Regions from separate parts of the Triticum aestivum genome. Here region 1 is linked to region 2. The links are chromatin contacts, called in public Hi-C maps. All regions are on one chromosome and are shown on one strand. Each heading gives the region's core, a stretch centred on a gene start, on an enhancer-like site or on the middle of the called end of the contact. The rest is flanking DNA. Distances are from core to core; before and after follow the strand shown.

Region 1 (4,639 bases), core at 1,483-3,982, 680 kb before region 2:
CCGACCCGGTGGCGCAGGAGAACGCGGTGACGGCGCTGCTCAACCTGTCCCTGGAGGAGCGGAACCGTTCGGCCATCACGGCGGCTGGCGCCATCAAGCCGCTCGTCTACGCGCTGCGGACCGGCACAGCCTCCGCCAAGCAGAATGCCGCGTGCGCGCTGCTCAGCTTGTCGGGCATCGAGGAGAACCGTGCCACCATCGGCGCGTGTGGCGCCGTCGCGCCGCTCGTCGCGCTGCTCTCCGCGGGCTCCACCCGGGGAAAGAAGGACGCGCTCACCACGCTCTACCGTCTCTGCTCGGCGCGCCGGAACAAGGAGCGTGCCGTCAGCGCTGGAGCCGTCGTGCCGCTCGTGCACCTCATCGGCGAGCGCGGCACCGGGACGTCGGAGAAGGCAATGGTGGTCCTTGCCAGCCTCGCCAGCATAGCCGAGGGCCGCGACGCTGTGGTGGAAGCCGGTGGGATACCTGCACTGGTAGAGACCATCGAGGACGGCCCTGCGAGGGAGAAGGAGTTCGCCGTGGTGGCTCTGCTGCAGCTGTGCTCCGAGTGCTCCAGCAACCGTGCGCTCCTCGTTCGAGAAGGGGCCATCCCACCACTTGTTGCGCTCTCACAGTCCGGCTCTGCTCGTGCCAAGCACAAGGTATATACGTTCTAATCCCCTTGCAAATCTTATGCTAAAATTGTATGTGATTTGCTTAATTTTATTCTAGTCATAACAATTGGCGATTATCAATGTTTAACTTGTCAGTCTAAGGTTTGAGCTTTTGATGCGACTGTCATTGTACTGAACAGTGCGCAACGAATTCGTCAGTTAGAGTTTGATTGAAGTCCGATTGACGGTACTGAAAAGTATATTAACTCTGGACCGGTAGAATGACAGCGTGCGTGTACTTGAGTTTTGGTAGATTTCTTCTACCTGGTCTTCAAAAAGACCCAAATCAACGCGTAATTCGTCATGTTAGTACTGATCAAGCAGGTGTTGACTTGTAGATTCAGTTCTCTTGGTCGAGATATGCACTTGTTTAATTTCACACTTCTTAAGTACAGTCCACAGTCCAAGATCTGCTAAACCTTGGAAGTACAGGAGGATGAGTGCGCTCTCCCCTACAGCTCAGAGAGGCCTCCAGGTCAAAACTACAGTTCTTTTGCTCGTAAACGATGCTCGGTGTCACTAGAAAACGAGGAAACTTAAAATTCCGTGCGAAACCATGTGCTTGAGATTTCCCACTGAAATCTCCCACTGAAACTTAAACTTTGCCACTAGAGTCTGTCTACTTTGTCATGAACTAGTCTGACAAAAAGAGGGATCTCACTCCATGCCTGCCTTGTATTTAATTTAGCTCAAGCTGAAAATCGTTCCTGAGTTCCAAGCCACTTATATGTTCAGTTGTGTGATTTGCAGGCCGAGACTTTGCTAGGTTACTTGCGTGAACAGCGACAAGGGGGCGGTGGCTGCCGAGCCGGACCAGGCGGCGCAGCTACGAGTATGGCTCGGTGACTCTTTGGTCATGCGACGCAGTCACGAGCTTGGCTAGGTAAATGCAGCACTGATATGGTGAAATGCAGAAAGTATGCTTGGTTTGTCTTTCACCTCGTCGTCTCTGTTCTTGATTCGGGCGTCGAGAACAGAGCAGCCCTATACGGATGGGGCGCGATGATCATGTGTAAATAACGGCCGGCTTTTGGCTCGGTTCTGTGAATATACATATGTGGTCTGCGACTGCGAGTGATGGAAGTTTAGATGGCTGGTCACTAACATCAGTTGGGAGGAGCATCCAGGTTATCTTAGGAGAGGACATGGATTGCTGCTCAGTTATGTGTGGTGTCGAGTTGTAGCTGTGTACAGGATGTATGTTAGGGTGGTAATATGGTAATGCCGGCTTGGCTTTGCGAGGTTATAGGGGAATGTTGGATAGCCAAACCATGTCTTTTTTTACTTGATGTTTGGAGTCCAAATCCCCCTTGTTCCGTTTTATGATCTAGCGTGACTTGTTTCGCCAAAATGTTTCCCGGTTTCTCCTGCTCCAGTTGGTCCGTTTCTACCGTTTTGTAGCTCAGGCACTCACACCATTTAACACTTACTACGACCTATGTAAACTAATATAAGACGTTTTTAAATCACTGATCTAAAATTTCTTATATTAGTTTACAGAGGGAGTGTTTACCTGATGTAACCCATATGGAAGCTGCTGCTCCCAGTGACTGGGTCACTGCAATAGCTGCGGTGTGGTCATGATCACTAACACAGCAATCGTGAACCAATGCATGCCAGTGTGGTATACCATGGTTGCACTCAAGAATTCATTCAACATTAAGCTGTCTGGCTGTCATAACTAGTGGGCCCCCCTTTGTGGCCGATCGACATAGGCTGTCTCGACTACTGGTTCCTGATGCAACACATGAACCAAAGATCAGGAATGCCAGCCGAACCTTGGCAGCAAGGGTTCGTGCAATGCTGGTGATAGGTTTCGGCTCCGAGGACAAGCTCCAGACCGGCGGTACGTCGCACAGCTATCATAATCTCGGGTCGCTGTCTTGGCTAGCTGGCCGAGTGACCCGTGTCTGAGTTGCCGCCTGTTCCTCGAAAGATGATTGGCGCTGTGTGTTTTCTAAGAAGAAATTTGGTCCCGTGAGCATGGGCGCTACATTGATTTAGCGTCGGAGTACGACCCGCCTAACGGATCGGGATGGCGAAGTTCCGTGGACGCAGCACAGTTTGACGCTGTTGGCCTGCGTCCTCCGGTCTCCAGAGCTGACGAGCTCCTCGTGTTGCTGTTGTTTATAGCTGTTGCTTACTGGGACGTGACAGGGACGCTGATTCTATCTGCTTGATCGCTCGCCTTTTGCGGTGGAAATGTGTGTTCATATTTACCAACCCAGTGGCAGGCCATGTTTTGACCCTGGTTTCGTGGGTCTTTTATCTCTGTTTTTTGAGCCGGAACAGCTTACGTCCATAGCTTGGAGTTTTCAGAGGCGCAACTACCACTTGTGGTTTTGTGCTGGAGTCAGAAGAAACAGCGTGAGCAAGCCCTCTCGCAAACCGCTGCTGCTACGAAACGCATAATTGGTCGGATGGCCCGTGTGGTCAGTCAGCACAGCACATAGAAAATGCCTGAATACATTCCAAATTGGAGGTGCCGCCGACGGCTCGCCAACAAGGGTCGCGCATCCGCGTCAGTCAGCCGGCCGCCGGCCATAAAATATGCAGCCGGCGTTACCTACCTGGCGCTCATTCATCCTGTGATCTTCTGTAAATAGAACACCCGCTCGCTCTTCTTTTCCGACCCAACACACTCACGCGGACTCGCTCGTTCGGCAGCTCGTGTCCTCGTCGTCGCGTGACAGGCGCTGTGCCGACGCCCAATTGCTGCACGAAACCTGAAGAAAGACAGAGAGAGACGCCGTGGCGGGGGGCTGGGCCGACGGAGATATTGTTCGGCGCGGTTGCGGACGCCGTGGACGCGCAGCGCCTGAACCGCCAAACTCTTCTTTGTTTTCATGTGGTGATGGCCGAAGCGATTGATGAATGAATGATGATGTCCCACCACGCATGGAGATGCCCCCATGCTGCTCCGTACGTAACGGCATCGGCCGGCCATGTGCGGACGCGAGGAGGTGCAGTTGCCTTGTACTACCGCACTTCTTCTCTGGGGTCAAGCGTTTTCACAGGGACCATAGATCTCGTACGTCCGGGACCTCCTTACCTACCAGTCTTCCGCCCACTAATCGAACCCCTGTTGAATGCACGGATCACTCCATTTCGCTGGTTGCTGTTCGCACACGAACACGTCACCGTACCCTCGGCGTCGAGCGCGATACGCAAGACACGTCGCCGAAGGAGGCTCACCGGAAGCGCGATACGCAAGACAATCCGGCGAGCTCTTTTGAAGATCCGAAACCCCACGCGACCGGGAGAGACCCTGTCTGGACGCACGGCGGTGATGGGCTGCCCTAGGTCGATTCGCCCGCCCCTATGACTTCGTAGATCGAAGCTCTTCGAAGTGAATAACTCCGATGAACGAGAAGCAGAAAACTAGGGTAGGAGATGAAACTTTGTAGATGGGTTTTACGATTGTGTGTTGTGTTTCAATCGGGTCACCCCTCATGTATATAAGAGGCGGCTGGACTTCCCATGCAAGGAAAAGTTATAATTCACGTCCAAAACCCTAATTTGGGTTCCATTCGGACTGCTTAATCTGAACTTTCCAAAACTGTTCGGTCTAAAAATTGACTGCACTTTGTGGTTCATTTTTGGGGTAGTGAACAACCTCAGATCAAAATCTTGTAAGAAGCAAATTTAACCTTTTCAACGAGACGAACAACTTCCATGTTGAACATTTTTTTGATTCGAGGCCATCTTCAGGACCGAATCGCTCGCGCAAAACGGACTGTCATTTGCGCCACCCATCAGACACCATGTCTGATGGGGCGAGCAAGTTTTTCCTCGTGATAGGGCCGTATTTAAATGGCTCTAATTTTTACATACGATCTCAAATTAAGATGACTTTTATATCCAAACCGACCGTTTTGACGAACGAAGACAATTCGTGTACAAAGATTTCTCATTTGAGGCCGCGTAATCGGCCAAACAGTGCTCTGGATACAAAATCTCAGTATTTCGAGCACCACTTCGGCCTT
Region 2 (4,816 bases), core at 1,335-3,834:
ATACACTAGAGGTCCTAAAAGTTTCCGTGGAATGTCACTTTAGTCCCACTTCTTTCAAAATGCACATTTAGGTCCTAATGTTATAGTAAGTGGTTCATCCGAGGTCTTTTTTTGCACGAGCTCACTGAATTGCTCGTGTGGTGCATTGACCCACGCCAAATCAACTTTGGGGCCACTATCATACGACGAACATTGCAGAAAAAACCTCCCAATCTATTTCCCTCTCATTAGCGGTCCTTCACAAGAAGACGATAGTCGATCTAGAGGGTAATCTGAGTGGGCTTCCGTGAAGATGGGTGATTCTCCTCCATCTTACTATAGCTCATCTACGTACTCTGCTGGCTTGGAGTCGGTCCTATCCGAACGAAGTTGAACAAATAAGAAATGAGACGGAATGGACGAAATTGGAAAAACTTAACATTGTCAAACTCTTGATTCTTACGCGATGATTGGGTCACTTGTAGAACACCAGTCCATGGTTTGCACTTGATTTCGACTAAAGCCTAATGGTGGTATGAATCTTGCAGAAAGAACACACCACTAGCGGCAACATACCCCGACGAAGGAGGATCTTGCAGAGGAGGCGACAGAGGCAGCACCGACAATGATGTTGCGATGCTCCTCTTCCTCACCTGCTTCCCCCCAGGAGCTTGTTGTCCCAGCCATGGCGATGATTTGGTCTGGTCACAAGAGAGAGAGAGAGGAATTCAATAGGGACTGGGGAATGTGAAGATGGGGTTTTCAAAGGGCTTTCTGTAGAAAAGAGCAACCACAACGACCCCTTAGTCGACGTGGCATGGATCAACACGCCACGTGAGCATGTCAGTGAGCGTTAATGCAAAAAAGGACCTCAGGTGAACCACTTACTATAGAATTATGACCTAGAGGTTCATTTTGAAAGAAGTAGGACTAAAGTGACACTGCCTAGAAACTTCTAGGACCTTCAGTGTATTTAACTCTATTCTAAATATGTTGTGCATGGATGGACCAACAGATGTCCTGGATGAGCTCCTAACCCCGCTCCCTTTTTTCATGGGTTAGCTCTATAACCTTAGTGAGAACAATCTTTTCTCTTGTCATCAACACTTTCCTTGTCGGGTTGGCACCCATGAATCATTCCAAATGTCCACGTGTGTTCCATCACCTACATGCCAAACATGTCCTCGTGTATTCATCTATATGCCTACCCAAAGACTGTGCCACATATAGAAGCACCCAAGTTTACTCATTATTGAGAAAACCAACCAAAACAAAAATACTTGGGTCTTAAAATGGAACACTAAGAATTGGGTACTCCCAATAGTCGCCAACATTGTCTAGATAATATTGACAGACTGAAATAATGAACATCTCGGAATCCCATATTCGCTTATATGGGATACATACTGAAACAATGCATATCCTTTTGCCTATCTTCATCTCACCACCAGCACGGGGACACAACTGATGTTATCCCATTGCAAATATGTTTAGCTATCTTGAAGTGTGACATTGCATAAGATGGTATTGCTTGCACATTTTAATAGAACTTGCCTCTTTTTCTCAAAAGACAAAATCTTTTCCTTCCATCCATTAAGTCTTCTTATTACCTTTTCCCACTAGATGTTGACCGCAATGTACTTATCTGTGATTTCTCCAAACATGATATTCAAAGCAACACATGCCTCCAATCTTGCCTCAATTGGTGTGCATGGACCGAAGAAAAGTACCATAGTTTGCATCACTCGACAACTGTCTTGATGCCGAACAATCAAACAAAACAAAAAATTGTAACCACACTGACATGAATTAGTGACCAAAGAGATTTATATTCTCTACACAACCATGTACCAAAAATTATGGCATGCTTTTGAAGGAGTCGTGTTAAAAGGCAAATTTACCGTATAATGTGCAATTGTACTACCATAGAGTAAAAGACACAAATGTTGTATCGTGACATAAAATTGCCTGGCGGTTAGACAAAATTTGTTCCCTTGCAACTGGCGGTTAGACTAGTTTTATCTCGTAAAAATGATACCGTGACATAAATACCAGACAATTTTTGGTGTATGAATTGGGAACATGTATCTTATGTATCTTCTAGGCGTGTTGAATGACGAGTGCGTTAAGTAGTTAGCACTCTGCACTTCATTTGTACAGACTTCTTTGCTTCAACCTTTTTCTGATGTTTAAGGACGATTTATTTTCATCCGCTGTGAGTTGCTCCTATGGTGTAGCAATGTAGACGACGTTACTCATCAAATTTCATGGGGTCCATGCGGGGTTCACCCGTGCAGGGAGGAAAAAAGGGCTATAGTGATGTGAAATGTACACATGCCATCAGAATTATTGCATTATCAAATTTGATGAAGGCTGGTATAGACTCGATTCAAATACGTTCGTATGATTTGAAAAGAAGTTTTGGATTGGATTTTAAAGCATACCGCGTGCGGCTCACCTAGGCGAAAAGTTCGGCAAGATCACGGAGTCCAAAGTTGATCACCCAATTTTCTGCAGGCCCGGAAGAGAAAAAAGCGGAGGAGAAAACGAGGCAGCGAGGAGCGGACGGGGCAAAGAAGCGTCGAGAAACAAACCACCGCCCCCCGGGCCCCAACCGACCCCCCCGCATCGCCCGTACCCGGTGGATAGAGCCATAGAGGGATCTCCGATCTCGGCCCTCCTGGCCAACACCGCCCCGCGCGACGAGTCCATCGCGAGCCCGGCATCCTCTCGACGGCAGAACCTAGCCTCCCCGCCGCGTCCCATCGGATCGTGTCCGTACCCTAGCGGAGGAGGAGGCGGGCGCCCTAGGAGGGGCATCGCGAGGTAGTCGTGGCGCTGTTCCGCGGCTGCTTCTCGTTCGGGTCGGCCGGGCGTAGAAGGCCCGCGGCCTCGCCCTTGCCCTCGCCGCCGCGCGCGACCGCCGCATCGGCATCGGACGACGGCGCCAAGATGAAGGGCCTCTTCAAGTCGAAGCCGCGGACGCCGGCCGACGTCGTGCGGCAGACGCGCGAGCTCCTCATCTACGTCGACCTCCACGCTGGCTCACGCGGCGCCGACCCCAAGCGAGAGGAGGAGAAGGTGAGATCGAATCCGGCCGGCCTCCCTGTTTCGATCCCCCGTCCCTGCCCACCGATTTGGCTCGGATCGCGCATGAGAGTGGAAACGTTTTATCCCTTGCTTGGTTTGGCCTGATTTGTGCCTCCGCACTCTTATTTCTATGAGCGTTACAGCGGGTAGAACGTTGCTGCTTGCGTGAGCGCTATGTATTATTCGTCGCTGCTCAATTTGCTGCTATTTAGGCCGTTGTAGGAATTAACTAGCTTACTTCATTGTAATCTATGATGATTACATGACTGTAGCATATAAAAAGGGGCTGCAGGAAGATACGTTTTTTGGTATCTGAGCATAACTAAGTTACTTAATTATGATAATGTTGCAGATGGGCCATGTGATAGATGGTAGGCGTTTACTCGTCATTCACAAATTCAATGTATGCTTACAATTTTGGTATATGAGCTGCTAGTCAATTACGATAATATTTTAGATGGGACATGTGATAGATGGTAGGCGGTTTACTCGTCATCCATAAATTCAATGTATGCTTACAATTTTGGTATATGAGCTTTAAGTCAATTACGATAATGTTGCAGATGGGCATGTGATAGATTATCAATGGCTTGCTTGCCATCATAAATTCATAATTCGATGTACGCTTTTTGTTAGCATACATCCAACGTAGGAAGCAGGATTGTGCAGCTAGAGTGAACGCCAAGCTTCTAAATTTGGACCCTCTTATCTGGCGACCGTTCGCTTGGAGGGGTGGCATTTGCGAACATTTTGACGACATTTTTAGTTGGTCCGGCTTGGCAGTTTCTTAAGAACAGCAGGGCATTTTCTGGAATGAAGGCTCAAAACTGCTATCCTCCCAGAAAATGCCATGTTGTTCTGAAGAAACTGCCACCCTCGATACAACTAAAACTGCCACGAAAAATGTTTGAGATGCCATGCTCTCCTGGCGAACGGTCGCCAGTTGGCTTTTCCGCTAAATTATGGGTCATGTAGTGGTCATGCCACTCAGCAGAGCAGGGCGAGCAGAGTGGTCGGAGGCTCTGGTGACTACAAAGATTGACATGGCAGCAGCTCTCTGCATGACATGGTACAAGGAACCTCCACACGGTGTCGTGGGCATTCCATAGGCGCCACATCCCAACAGCAAAGGGGGAGGGATCTAGGAAATGAGGGGCTGCACAGCGATCATACAATTAAGATTATACTTGGATAGTGAAAGTGGGATCAGTGGTGGCACATAGATCGGAGGTCAGAAAGAAGTCATGGAGACAGGCTAGAGCCAGTTCTGTTTCATCAACTGTCTCCCTCCACACAGCTTCCCTTCTATGCTGTTGTAGCTGATGTACATTGGTTTGCAAGCTAGCTCTTGAGCCCAATTGCTGCGAAACCGTGCAGCCCAACATACATGACCCCATGCCCGTGAGACTTCTCTAGTGAGTTGCTGACCGTGTGCACATATTAGGGCAAACTATGAAATTATTGATCTGCAATAACTAAACTATCTGAACTTAAGTAACTCTCCTTCGGGTCAGCATCACGGTGGAATAATTGCAAAGGCGTAACGACCCTGAACTATGTCTGAACTTGTTTATTATGCTCTGCATTACAGATTGCTATATGTGGCCTGCGAAGCCGCATATGGCAACTCAGCATAAAAATCTATACTTGAGCAATGAATGTCTTCTTAGAGTAATATTAGTGATAGCCTTTTAAAGATACTATTTTGAATATGGTGTTGGCACATGGCCATTTGATTGCTCTGATT

The links. Hi-C and Micro-C count contacts between places; a contact is called where the count stands out from the background.
Region 1: a contact with region 2 is called in a Hi-C map of leaf, with 4 times the contacts expected there. The contact joins the enhancer-like site here to the promoter of LOC123044400 in region 2. A contact is called at or near these places in 3 of 5 Hi-C or Micro-C datasets (all in leaf).

What each region holds. Positions count from the first base shown.
Region 1 is chr2B:210,236,929-210,241,567 of IWGSC CS RefSeq v2.1, reverse strand. It overlaps LOC123044402 (U-box domain-containing protein 4), which reads left to right. Exons shown (of 2, transcript XM_044467133.1): 1 at 1-641; 2 at 1,404-1,976. The coding sequence ends at 1,499. Among protein-coding and RNA genes, the nearest start is that of LOC123044402, 3.2 kb to the left of the region's middle. Within about 2 kb of position 2,732, at least 5 of the 8 cell types and tissues checked have an H3K27ac peak or open chromatin away from gene starts, as enhancers often do. A contact at or near this core is called in leaf, where this site is marked.
Region 2 is chr2B:209,558,465-209,563,280 of IWGSC CS RefSeq v2.1, reverse strand. LOC123044400 (putative MO25-like protein At5g47540) reads left to right here and starts at 2,584. Exons shown (of 11, transcript XM_044467131.1): 1 at 2,584-3,060. The coding sequence starts at 2,932.